Linked DNA regions of Sus scrofa: regions 1 and 2 are each linked to region 3. The links are chromatin contacts, called in public Hi-C and HiChIP or PLAC-seq maps. All regions are on one chromosome and are shown on one strand. Each heading gives the region's core, a stretch centred on a gene start, on an enhancer-like site or on the middle of the called end of the contact. The rest is flanking DNA. Distances are from core to core; before and after follow the strand shown. Region 1 has its middle 16 kb from the start of MSANTD2. Region 2 holds the start of MSANTD2 (myb/SANT-like DNA-binding domain-containing protein 2). Region 3 holds the start of SPA17 (sperm surface protein Sp17).

The links. Hi-C and Micro-C count contacts between places; a contact is called where the count stands out from the background. HiChIP or PLAC-seq counts read pairs in DNA pulled down with a chosen protein or histone mark.
Region 1: a contact with region 3 is called in a Hi-C map of skeletal muscle, with 4 times the contacts expected there. The contact joins the enhancer-like site here to the promoter of SPA17 in region 3. A contact is called at or near these places in 4 of 5 promoter capture datasets (fetal skeletal muscle, liver and skeletal muscle), 27 of 47 Hi-C or Micro-C datasets (adipose tissue, alveolar macrophages, blood and 14 more) and 2 of 2 datasets of contacts at active chromatin or transcription factors (alveolar macrophages and skeletal muscle).
Region 2: an H3K27ac HiChIP or PLAC-seq map of alveolar macrophages shows a contact between it and region 3. The contact joins the promoter of MSANTD2 here to the promoter of SPA17 in region 3. A contact is called at or near these places in 3 of 5 promoter capture datasets (fetal liver, fetal skeletal muscle and liver), 1 of 47 Hi-C or Micro-C datasets (liver) and 2 of 2 datasets of contacts at active chromatin or transcription factors (alveolar macrophages and skeletal muscle).

The regions. Positions count from the first base shown.
Region 1 is chr9:52,043,784-52,047,867 of Sscrofa11.1, reverse strand. No RefSeq gene overlaps it. Among named protein-coding and RNA genes, the nearest start is that of MSANTD2, 16 kb to the right of the region's middle. Within about 2 kb of position 1,262, at least 9 of the 83 cell types and tissues checked have an H3K27ac peak or open chromatin away from gene starts, as enhancers often do. A contact at or near this core is called in adipose tissue and skeletal muscle, where this site is marked.
Region 2 is chr9:52,027,429-52,031,606 of Sscrofa11.1, reverse strand. MSANTD2 (myb/SANT-like DNA-binding domain-containing protein 2) reads left to right here and starts at 2,080. Exons shown (of 5, transcript XR_002335713.1): 1 at 2,080-3,791.
Region 3 is chr9:51,916,738-51,920,982 of Sscrofa11.1, reverse strand. SPA17 (sperm surface protein Sp17) reads right to left here and starts at 2,067. Exons shown (of 5, transcript XM_003130022.3): 1 at 1,923-2,067; 2 at 670-850. The coding sequence starts at 823. It overlaps SIAE (sialate O-acetylesterase), which reads left to right and starts at 2,009. Exons shown (of 10, transcript XM_013979526.2): 1 at 2,009-2,253. The coding sequence starts at 2,187.

The sequences.
Region 1 (4,084 bases), core at 13-2,512, 130 kb before region 3:
TGAGACCTTATCTTTTAGGACTACACTGAAGTATTTACATCAGAAATATGATTTCTGACACTTGCCTCAAAATCGTGAGGGCAAAAAGGGGAGATAGATAAAGGAAGACGGTCTTTGAATGAACGAATGCTGAAGCTGGATGATGAGTACATGGGGGCTTATTCTATTTTATATATGTTTATCATCCAAAATATGCTATTATCCATAACAGAATGTTTAAGAAATACTTAATGGGCCAAAATGTGTCTGTCGCCTCGATTTGGTCCATGAGCTGCCAGACTGTGGCCTTTGGACCTGAAGAGCTTCAGATTCCACTCACCTCTAAACCTCCCTTGGTCCCAACTTTCAGTGGTGGGGCCCTTTATCACTGGACCTCGCTGGCCCAAACTTTTTCTTGTCCCTCTTCAGGTCCTTTCCCAGGGGTGCCCATCTCCCCGGGAATGTGATAGTATGACAAAGAGGAGCATGAAACAAAGCCCTAAAAAGCGGTGCGAATTTCCTGGGACTGAAAACACCCCAGGCTTAGGGAGCAGGTGGATGCGTGTAAGGGGCCGTCACAATCTAGCGTTTTTCGTTTAGTTCCCTGCCTTCGCCCTTCTCTAGCCAGTTCTTTTACTTCGGCATTCCGGAGCCTAGACAAAGGCATCCACTGACCAGGAAAATAAAATTAAATTAAAACAGGGCATCTCTCTCGAAACAGTTCGGGCTAGAGAAGAGAGTCGTCAGTCTGAGAAGACGGAGCATTTGGGGCCTGGGAGGGGAGTGCGTGAAAGTTCTCTGAACCGTGGACACGAGTGAGGGACCACGCTGGAGACAGGCTAGTGCTTTTCTGTGCAGCCTCTTTTCTTCTCTCCTCTCCCTCTGTGAAAGACCCTTTCCCCCGCAAGCGTCCGCGGCTCTAGCTGTTCACCGCGAACCGACAATGCCGGCAAGAGGAAAGCGTACAGCCATCAGAGCGCTAGGGGCGGCAACCCGGCGCCGGGCGCGGGGCGCGGGGGCGGGACACGGACAATAGGCAATCAACCCACCCGCGGGGCGTGTGCTCCCCCGGCACGGCTTCCCCTCCCCAGGCCCCAAGGGCCTCTTGTTGTTTCCTGGCTCCTCCTCCCGCCCGGCCACGGGGTCCCAGATTGGCAACGGGTTGGGTGATTTGGAGAAGCTCGGATCTTGGCTGCAACTGGACCACTCTCCACTGTGCAGGCCTCGCGCCTCCACCCTCGCGCGCTCCTGCCGGGGGTCTGCGCACCGCGATTTGGCGAGTGGCCCTCCCCCGCTGACCCTCTTTCATCACCCGCTCCCCGGCCAATCGGGGTAATGAGCCGCCCTCGGTCTAGCCTCAGCCCCTTTGTGTGAACCTTGGGGTGAAGCTGGGTCTCCGCGGTGCGATGGAGGGTGACAGCGCGCGCTGCTGCGACCCCCGCTTCACACCTGCTCCCCGCCCCCAGCCCGGGGCCGGCGCGGGTGTGTCCTCCCTCTCCCCGCGGGAGGGGTCTCAGCTGGGTCTGCACTTGGTAAAGAGGCCGTGGAGAGGCCGGCGGCGGCCCAAGGAGGAGCTATAAATTTGGAGCAGATGCGGCCTGACAGGCACCCAGCCCAGGGATGTGGGGGGGAGGGCTCTGCTCCCCGCCCATCTTCTCATCTGCAGCTGAGTTAGACGGACGCCAGGCCGAGGTGACCCGGGACTTTGGACATACGGAGCCTATCCCCCCCACTGCCACCTCTGCTTCAGTTCTTTGTGTGCCCACGTGTGGGGTAGAGGAATGGAAAGCAGGAAGGTGCCTGAATAAGCTTATTGCTTCCCCCCACTAAAGAGTGGTTACTTTATAAGGGACTAAATCTGAGCCCTTGGCCTGGGCCCACTGTCTTTGGCAGCAGCTAGAGAAAAAAAATTGGGAGATAACAGAAGCATGGTTTGTGTTGTCTGTTCTGCACCATTCAAGTGCCCATTTTGTGCTCAAAATGCAAGGTAGGGGAGTTCCTGTCGTGGCGCAGTGGTTAACGAATCCGACTAGGAACCATGAGGTTGCGGGTTCGGTCCCTGCCCTTGCTCAGTGGGTTAACGATCCGGCGTTGCCGTGAGCTGTGGTGTAGGTTGCAGATGCGGCTCGGATCCCGCGTTGCTGTGGCTCTGGCGTAGGCCGGTAGCTACAGCTCCGATTCGACCCCTAGCCTGGGAACCTTCATATGCCGCAGGAGCGGCCCCAAAAAAAAAAAAAGCAAAGTAGGGAGGCACAGGCAGATGAAGTGGGGGGGAGAGTGAAAAATGGGTGGTAGAAAAATACTAAGGAATAATGTCTGTAGGTATTATAGATTCTGTGATACTGTACATTTAAATAGCATTTCCCTTTAGTAAGTCAGTCCTCCCTGGGTATCCTCTGGTTCCAGGACCCCCATACCAAAAATTGAACACTCAAGTCCCTTATGTAAAATGTCCTAGTATTTGTATATAACCTATGCACATCCTCTCATATACTTTTCTAGATTACTTATAGACCCTCATACACCGTAAATGCTATGTAAGTACACAGCTGCCTTCCTGCAGCTAAATCAAGTTTTGCTTTTAGGAAATTTTTTTCTGAATATTTTCAACACACAGCTGGTGGAATCTGTGGTTACAGAACCCATGGACTCCAAGGGCCCAGTTAAATATTCTTTCCATCCAAAAGAGGAGGGGGCAAGGTACTGAGCGCCACCAAGTGTTTGATGAAGTTCATGTTCAATCCAGGTATCCCAGCCATAAGTGGGGGGAGGCCAGGGGTGGGAGGATGCTGGAGGGGGCTTTCCAGTACATCTGCCAAGGAGGTGAGGTGGGTCTGTCATGGATCTGGAAGGGAGGGTAGCGAATTGGAACTGATTTTCAGTAGTAGTTGACACAGCCCTGATTTATTTTACTTGATCTGGACATTGGGTGACTACTTCTCTGCAGTGCATAAGTTGAAGATGAGTCCATGTCCCCAGTCTGAAGATCTTGATACTATCTATCACTGATCTGACCTAGGGTGAATTTGCGGGTTAATGTTTGCAACACTGGTGCCAAGCTGAGTTGGCAAAAAAAAAAAACAAACAAAAAAAAAAAACAAAAAACAAAAAACACAAAACCTGCAGTGCAGTGTCAGTTACCGCTGTCTCTGCTTCCTCTAACACTCCGTGGGGCTAACCGGATTAGCTTGAAGGATCTATTTCTTCTTCCCTCACCCTGCACTTACCCCAGTCTCCTTAGTCCATACCTACATGTTTTTCTAGACGTGGTTCTCAAACTTTGGCATGCATCAAAAATCACCTGGAGGGATTGTTAAAAACACTTCCAGAATTTCTGATTCATTTCAATTGGGAAGTCTTGGGGCCTGAGAATTTGCATTTGTAAAAGTTTCCCAGATGATGGAGGTGCTGATGCCTGGGACCACAATTTGAGAGCGCTGGCCTAAATGGAAGGAAAAGTAAGGCCTGCTGAAAGAAAAAGGACTGATGTGTGTGCAGTGCTGGAGAAAGTTACTGCAAGTTCAAGCTCCCCGGGGTACTGGGCTGTCTTCACTCTCTAAACCCCAAGGAATCGTGGGCATATTCCAGAGTTGGCCCAGTGTCTGTGTGTTTCTTTTCTGGAGACCTAGCACTCCCCCCAATGGACTCAAATGATTCTACACTCCCCTCACTCTTCTAATGGAAACAAAAATTACCCTCATCTATTTTTCCAACCTAACCTGATCATCCATTTATCTCTTTGTCACTAAAGCGTAGGGATGTTTTCTTACACATTTCTGTTTGCAAATTGATTAGTATAGGTTTTGATACTCAGTACAGACTCCATGAGGGATTATGTATGAATGAATGAATGAATGCCTTCTTTCTTCTTTGGGAGAACCCTAACCTACCAGTTCCCTCCTCCTCATCTTTGTTTCTCTTAGCTGTTTGAAAACACTGGAAGGTGATTTAAAATCCAGACATTTGCTGAAAAATTCTCCTTAATACAAGTTAAGCATCATTATAACCAGTTAGGAGACTTTGGTTGGTGACAAGCAAGCAAGCCCAAGTCAGAGGCTGAGGATGTGTTTGTAAAAATGTCATTTAAAAAAATAAAAATAGGAGT
Region 2 (4,178 bases), core at 831-3,330, 110 kb before region 3:
AAGCTTCTAGAGTTCTGGCTACATTCTATTTTCTGACTTGGGTGGTAGTTATACAAGATTTGCTTTATAATAATTCACATAGTAGTTGTACATGAATGTTTTATGTACTCTTATATAGGCATGTTATAGTTCACAAGAAAAATGTTTTAAAATACCAGTTTCACTTTGGCTACAGTGTAAGCAGGCAAGTATGTAAGCTGCAAGTCCAGTTGTCCAGTAAAGACATGAGGGAGGCTGGGACCAGGGTTGGGAAGTAGTCAAATTTAGGAAATAGTTTAGAGGCTGAGGTAACAGGACTTAATATGGAATGTGAAAGGAAAAAAGATAAAGCAACAAACATACTGATAGTCATAAAACACAGTGAAAGAGTCTGCAAATGAATTAACAAAGCTTTTGAGATAGAAAATATTAACATGAAGGGCTAAGTTGTATGAGTGTATTAGATAGAGGTGTTCTGTCCAACTGATTGGGGAGGCTTCATATAAAACCTGGTAAAACAAACTTGATACAGATTGTGGAGGAAATCGATGAGGGGAAGATACAGTTAAAGGGGTGTGGATAGTTTACAGGTGGAATATTTGTATTGTTCTGTACTCTCTTGGGACATTTCATATGTTATCCTTCAAGTAAGTTTTTTTGTTTTGTTTTGTTTTTTTGGCTGCCTAGTGGCATATGGAGTTCCCAGGCTAGCGATGGAATCCCAGCCGGAGTTTCCACCTAAGCCACAGCTGAGGCAACACCAGGTCCTTAACCCATTGCAGCTGGCAGGGGATCCAACCTGCATCCCTGCCACTGCAGACACCCTTTGATCCTGTTGAACCACAGCAGGAACTCCTCAAGTAAGTTTTTAATCTAATTATGACTACCATTTGGATCCACAGTAAAAGGTGTAGCACATTATTCTGAACACAGTAGCCATCCCATAAGTCCAGTTTGAACAAAGTCATCACACAACTCCTGGAATCCAGGATCATCCACTGTAGTAAGCCAACACAATGATCCCATGATCCTGGCCCACCCAGCAGTGCTTCTATACCTTGTAACACACTTAATAGTTTATACATTATTTGGCTTTGTTTTAACTTCAGGATGTTGCTGGAAATTTTATTTTTGATACAAACTTTTCTCATAGGGTAGACTGATAGGGGACATATAGAAATAATGTCTAGAAACAGAAGTTTGTGGGAAGGGAGACTTTCCAATCAACCCACTTTATCTAGGAAGGCTTCCTGGATGAGTCAGAGTTGACTTGAGAATCATCCAGAAGTAACAACAGAAGGAGGGAGGATTTTTTTTGAGATCCTCGTGGATTCGACTCCTAGCCTGGGAACTTCCATAGGCTGCAGGTGCAGCCCTAAAAAGCAAAAAAAGAAAAAAGAAATGAGAACTGAAAACCAGAGGTGTAGAGAAAGTAACAAAGGGAAGATTATATATCAACTAGAGTTCAAATAAAGTAGATAACAGCAAATGCTCAACATATTTACATGAACCAAGTACCATTCTATACCTGTATTAATTCATTAATACAGGTATAGAATGGGCTATAGCTGTATTAATTCATTTATTCTCCCAACAATGCTGTGAGATCATCCTTATTTCACAGGTGAAGAAACCAAGGCACTGAGAAGTTGGCTAAGGTTGCAGAACTAGAATTTGAAGCCAGGCATTCTGACTCTAGAATTCATACTTTTAATGGAGGAGCTAGACTATATCTTTTTCTCAGAAAAAGAGGAAGAGATGGCATAAATGTTGCAATTCCTTTCTTCTTTCTTTTTCTTTTTTTTTTTTTAAGGGCTGTACCTGAGGCATATGGAAGTTCCCAGGCTAGGGATCGAATAGGACCTGCAGCTGCTGGCCTACGCCACAGCCACAGGTTTACCAACGCAGGATCCCAGCCTCATCTGGGACTACACCATGGTTCACCATAAAGCTGGTGTTGTGCAATGGCAGATGGAACGGGAATAGTTGGTTTGTAACCTGCTGGGCCACAACAGGGACCTCCTCTTTATGTTTCTGCATACTGCTAATTTAATGTCATGGTGGCATTTTAATATGACATATGACAACGTTTATCTTCTCTACTTCATCCCTATTGCTTATTCTTTTGGCTTTCCATTGACAACCATGTCATCCTCTGGTGTGATTCTGAGTTAAAAATGTAGCTGCCCTCAGCTCTATTAAAAAAAAAACACACACATATATCTGCTATTTTAAAAAAAATTGCATAGCCTATTCATATTTGAAGAAAAAGAAAAGGCAGCTGGGGCCTTTAAGTTAAAGATCAAGATAAACAATTAGATTTTTGGTTTTGAAGAATACTGAAATACCTTACAACGATGTATTGGATTTGGTGTGTTAATGTTCATTAAATTGAAGCACTTTATGGAGCAATCAGGACGGATTACCCCTAATTACCAGAGGTCACTAGAGCTGTCATAATTGACAGTCGCTTTTTAGTCTCCTTACACTCTAGCGTATAAACCCTGAGGGAATAACATGCAACTGCCAAGTTGGGAGGATGGAGAATGGTATTGCAAAGTAACTCTGCCGCAGAGCCCGGAGTTGCTTGAAGCTACTGTGCAAGCGCAATAGACATTTAACTATTCTACAAACTGTCACACCCACTCAGACTAACTGGAAAATAGATCGTAGCTGGAAAATAGATCGTAACTGGAATCAGAGTTGCTCTTCAAATAATACGCTTGGGTTTCTTGAAAAGCTACAGCGTACGAACGCTAACTCTGGTTCCCAAATATTTTTTAAAAGTCTATCTCTCCCTGGAGCTTCAGCGCCTTCCTGGATGTACCCTGCGCAGAGTTCCCCAACCTCCTCCTGGGACGTCAGCCTCAGAACCCCGAGGCTACTTCCAAGCCGGGAGAGACAGAGGGGAGGGAGAGGAGAGCGAGCGAGCGAAATGGTCAAGTCCTCCTTAACTCCGGGCCCCCTCACGGGCCTCACCCCTCCTCCCGGGGGCTGAGATTGGAGAGGAAGTGGGAAGGCTCCAATCTGTTCCTCACACCAGCGCCCTCATGCCCCCACCCTTCTCCTCGGCTCGGGGCTTCGGCTCGCCTCATCCCCGCCTCTCGCCCAGGGAGAGGAGCGGGCGGCGCGGCAGGGCTCGCGGAGAAAGACCGAGGTCCGCAGAAGGCCTCCGCGCGTCAGCAGGAGCCCACACCCGCCAGTCTGCAGGCGAGGCAGGCCCGAGGGCAGCCCCGGAGTCCGCGGCGGCCGGATGCGCGGACGCGTCACTTCCGGGCGGTGCAGCGGCGGCCGCTTGGAAGATGGCTGCGCCCTGTGGCTCGGAGCTGCCCGCCAACTCGCCGCTAAAAATCCCGAAGATGGAGGTGCTCTCCCCGGCTTCTCCTGGTGGCCTGAGCGACGGAAATCCCTCGCTGTCCGACCCTTCTACGCCTCGGGGTGCCTCCCCGCTCGGGCCAGGCGGTGCAGCGGGCTCGGGGGCAGCGGCGTCCGGGGGTCTCGGGCTGGGGCTGGGGGGCCGCAGCGCCGCCTCGTCCTCGGTCTCCTTCTCCCCTGGTGGCGGCGGTGGCGGGGCTGCGGCAGCCGCCGCCGCCGCCTGCCGGGGCATGTCGTGGACGCCAGCCGAGACGAACGCGCTCATCGCAGTGTGGGGCAACGAGCGGCTGGTGGAGGCGCGGTACCAGCAGCTGGAGGGAGCCGGCACGGTGTTCGGCAGCAAGGCCCCCGGGCCAGCCATGTACGAGCGCGTGTCCCGGGCCCTGGCCGAGCTGGGCTACGAGCGGACCCCGTCCCAGTGCCGGGAGCGCATCAAGGTAACCGGCCGCCCGGCCTGGGGCAGCGAACCAGAGGCAGAGAGAAGGCGGGGAAGCGGGCCTCGGGGGCGGGGGCCGGTCTGAGCGCAGGGCTCCCCTCCGGGGCCCGGTGGGCGATTCGCATCTCCTCCGCCTTTTTCTTCTCTCCCTGGGAAGGGGGCTTTTTTCCAGATGGCCGCCAGCCCGTAGGTTTCCTGAGTTTGAAGTTGGGCGTGCCTGCCGCCGCCCCTCTTTCTTGCCAATTGAGGATGTTCCTGCGCTCTGAAGTTGGTAGTTTCTCATTGTGCGCCGGGCGGCAGTCCCCGTACCGCCGGCGCTTCTCGCCCCCGCCGCCGGGGCCTCTCGCTTTGTTCCAGGCCAGGGGCTCCCAGGCAGAGGCTTACCAGC
Region 3 (4,245 bases), core at 818-3,317:
GACCTTCAAGGCTGGGAATGTGGAAATTTTATTTATGGAAGCAAAGAAACTATGCTTTGGCTTTCAATCATAGAGTCACTGTCTCTGGACAGGATGGGACCTTGGAAATACAGAAAAAGAATATAAATCACCTTCCCAAGCTGAAGTTTTTTGAAAAGTTTTCTTTTCAAAAGCAGTTTTTCTGTGCGCCTTTTTTGAGGAGCAGTTTCATATACTCCCGTGAATACCAACTTATTTAATCTAAGGAGCACAGAATTATTATTTTTTGCAATACTTAATAATACTTTTTGAGTAAGAAGAGTCAAAATGTAAAGAAAACCACAAACTCCTCTTACGAAGAACAGACAGTCAACTGCCCAGGATGTAGGTGGACAGCATGCTGGAAAATGGAGAGCTGGGCTGAATGTTCTCCCGACCTCCCCTTCCACTGCATGTGTTCATGAGAAATACAGTGAAGAAAGTCTGTGATAAACTGGTAACCTTCCATAAGGTGGAATGTGACATAAGAGAATCTGCCAAAAAGGCACATGCTGTTTTAAAAAGCAATAACTGTTAAAGCTATCTGCCTCATAAAGGCTTTCTGTGTAATAGGAATGGTCTTAAGCAAGTTTTACCATAATCAAAGGCTTAGTCTCTTTTTTTCCAATGCCTATTTTAAAAAAAGCTTACTCTCTCTTTTCTCTAGAAGATTCTCAAAATATGCTGCTGCAAAAGCTGGTATATTGTCGGGTTGCTCCCTCAGAATCTCGCGTGTGAGCCCTTCAAGTAGATTCCCAAATCCTTGTGGAATTCGGTAGTGGGTGTTGGAGAATGGAATCGACATCTCCTTGGAAGGAACTGTCTATTGTACCTAGAGATTCGTTAAAGATACTGTTTTTAAATTTGTCTTATTTTACTTATATAACCACAACTATGACAAATTATTTCTGAGACCCCAAACTTCTGGACTTCAATCCTTTTTACCCCCAACCCAACCCAAGTCTATCCATTGCTTCCAAAGATTTTTGAAATTTTCCCTTATTAGACTGTTAACAGTCTAATTTAATAGGTAAATCATTTTTTAAAATTACAAAAATCACAGATTTTTCACTATAATAAGTATTTTTTCTCACTCTGTCTTTTGAAGACAGAGTAATTTCTGCTATCCCACGGGGATTTAGAGTGATTATTATAAATTCATCTTAAATTGCCGAAAAGGCCCTGTTAAGGGTCTAAAATTAAAAAACAAAAAAACTAGTCCTTGTTAAAACTAACTTGTCGAATAAGTTTCACACAGTCTTTCCCTTAGCTTTCACTTCTGCTGCATGACCTGCAATGCCTCGTCGAAGCATCTGTATACTCTGGAAGGGGCAACGGGGCGGGGGTGCTGGGGGCAAGGTCATGATTTTGCAATTCCAGTCTTCAATGTTTGGGGAGTCTTATATTTTCTGGATTCATCTTGAACAGGTTTCTTTTCCTATCTTGGAATACCAGAGCTAGGTAAGAATAGCTGCTAGGCAGCATGTTGGGCTACTCAGTGTTCAAATAACACTCAGAGACCTGGCTTGTTTGTGTCAACGCTGCCGAGTAAGGTAGGGTCGGGGTCTAGGTTGGGACTACGTGGTTTAGTGAGGCCCAATCTGTAAAGATTTTTTCCCTTTCTCTTTTTGAGGGAACAGGAGATGGGGTATTAAATCATTCTAAGGTGAAAAGGTAGAGACCCTCAACCAAGGTGGGGCGAGGAGAGGGGTCGCAGGGGGAACACAGGTCTAGTCTGAGGCGCGACGTCGAGGATCTGGGATTTCACACTAGCAGAATGGGCTGCTTGGGGGCCAGTTTTCCCTAAGTTTCCCAGAATGCGGCGGGGACCCTGAGAGAATAAGAGAGGCGAAGGGGAAAGCGACGTCTCGATTTCGGAGAGGAAATGGGGTAAACCGCCTCACCTCTTCAATCGCTCTGAGCTGGAGCTGAAAGTTCCGGTTGTTTTTTCTCGTTGCCGGGAAACCGTTCCCCCTCAAACCATTCAACTACGGCGGCCGAGGAGAGCAAGGGCCAGCCCGGCGGCCGCGGACGGCTTCGCGGAATTAATGACCTGAGAAGGGCGGAGTCTGACCTTATCGGCCCTGCGCAGGCCCCGCCCACAAGGCTCCACCTCTGCTGGCGTCCGCACCGCCCCGGCGGCGCAGGGGTGCGCCCTCCTCGCAAACATGGTCGCTCTGGGGTTTGTGTTTGGGTTGGTGCTGTCGTTACTCTTGCCGGCCGACGCAAGTGCAGGTGAGGCGGCCGGGCTCGGCTCGGGCCGACCCCTGTCCGCCCGTCCGCCTATGCGGACTCTGAGTTACTCCGTAGGACGGCCCCCGAGTCCCCTTCTGTAGGTCTGGGACGGAACCCCGGGCCGAAGCCTGGTTCTCCTTGCAAGGCCTAGGCTGCCCCGGCCCGTCCTCTTTCTCCACTCCCTTCCACTGCCTTTATGATGCAGGGAGTGGGAGAGTTGGGTTTATCTAAGCGAGGGAAAGCCCAAATGTGCTCAGACCGAGGCCCTTAGTGTCTCTGAATAATTGCAGGGGAACTCGAAGGGGAGGGGGCGAAGCTAGTTAGATAATATTTGGAAACTGATGACTCAGTCATCCCAAACATTTCAGTGCTGCCCCCTCAGTGGCACCCTTGGGGAGGGTTTCCTTCAGGCTGGGTTCCTTGGGGGAATTAAATTTTACTAGTTTTAAGTGGTGATTAGGGCTAAGAAATACAACCCCCTCACTAGCTCAGAATATTTAAGACTCAGCTTTGATTCCTGCTGCAGCTCGCAGATATTGGTGGTGGGATAATATGCGTGGCATTGAGGAGGAGGGTGACTCACTTTGACTATTGTTCAGGTCATATATTGTTTCGTTTGAATACCCCGGGCTGGACGCTGGGTCACAGCCATGGAGAAACCAGAAGAGGGACCTTGTCCAGAAATGCAAGTAAAGGGATAATGCTGGATTTTTTTTTTTTTTCCCCCTTCTTTATCCGACCACTCAAATAGTGGACCCCAAAGGTCCCTGTTAAGAAAGGAAAGTTGAGGAGTTCCCGTCGTGGCTCAGTGGTTAACGAATCCGACTAGGAACCGTGAGGTTGCGGGTTTGATCCCTGCCCTTGCTCAGTGGGTTAAGGATCCAGCGTTGCCGTGAGCTGTGGTGTAGGTTGCAGACGTGGCTCGGATCCAGCGTTGCTGTGGCTCTGGCGTAGGCCGGTGGCTACAGCTCCGATTGGACCCCTAACCTGGAATCTACATATGCCACGGGAGCGGCCCAAGAAATGGCAAAAAGACCAAAAAAAAAAAAAAAAAAAAAAAAAAAAGTTGAGGTGGGAGAACAGAGTCAAGAAAAATGACTGCAGCTCTGCCTAAGAACCCACACAGTGCCCAGATGCAGACAAACTGCAGCCCATAAATGGTTCTTCAGGGTTTATCAAAAGTGTAAACTAGCAGCACTCTGTGTATCATTTCCTGACTTTTGTCCCCACTTGGTGAGTTTTGAGTCCAGTATATTAGGTGGGGAAAAGGAAAAGAAGAGAGCAGGATTGTTATTTTATAGTTTTTCTGTTAAAGGCTGTTAACTTTAATATTACTATTTTATCATTGCCTTTGGGTCATATTGTTACATCACCTTCATTAACAATAACTTGATTTTTCATTCGTTAAAGATTTAAATTTTCTTTCTTTTTTATTTGGTTGCATATCCTGACTTCTTTCCTTCAAATCATTCCCCCTGCACCCATGTTTATCACCTATTTTTTTCCAGCCACAGCTGCAGCATATGGAAGTTCCTGGGCCAGGGCTTGAATCAGAGCTGCAGCTGTGACCTATACCATAGACAGGAATGCCTATCACTTAATATTTGAAATGTACAAAAATATGTAGCAATGAAATAATAAAATGAACACCCAGGGAAGTTCTACCCAATTAAGAACTAGAATGTTGCCAGTTTTTTTTTTTTTTTTTTTTTTTGTCTTTTGTCTTTTGTTGTTGTTGTTGTTGCTATTTCTTGAATGTTGCCAGTTTTATTGAGACTCCATGGATATTCCTCTCCAGTGCATCTAACAGTTCCTCACCAGGGATAACTGCTGTCCTAATTTTGTCAGTCTACTTTTAATGACCACTTTTAACTTCCCAGAACACGAATTTCTCTTTTTCTAGTCCAACACGCAAATGAAGGAAAAAAATTAAAGACTTAAAAAAATTTCAGCTGTTGGAGTTCTCATCGTGGCGCAGTGGAAATGACTCCA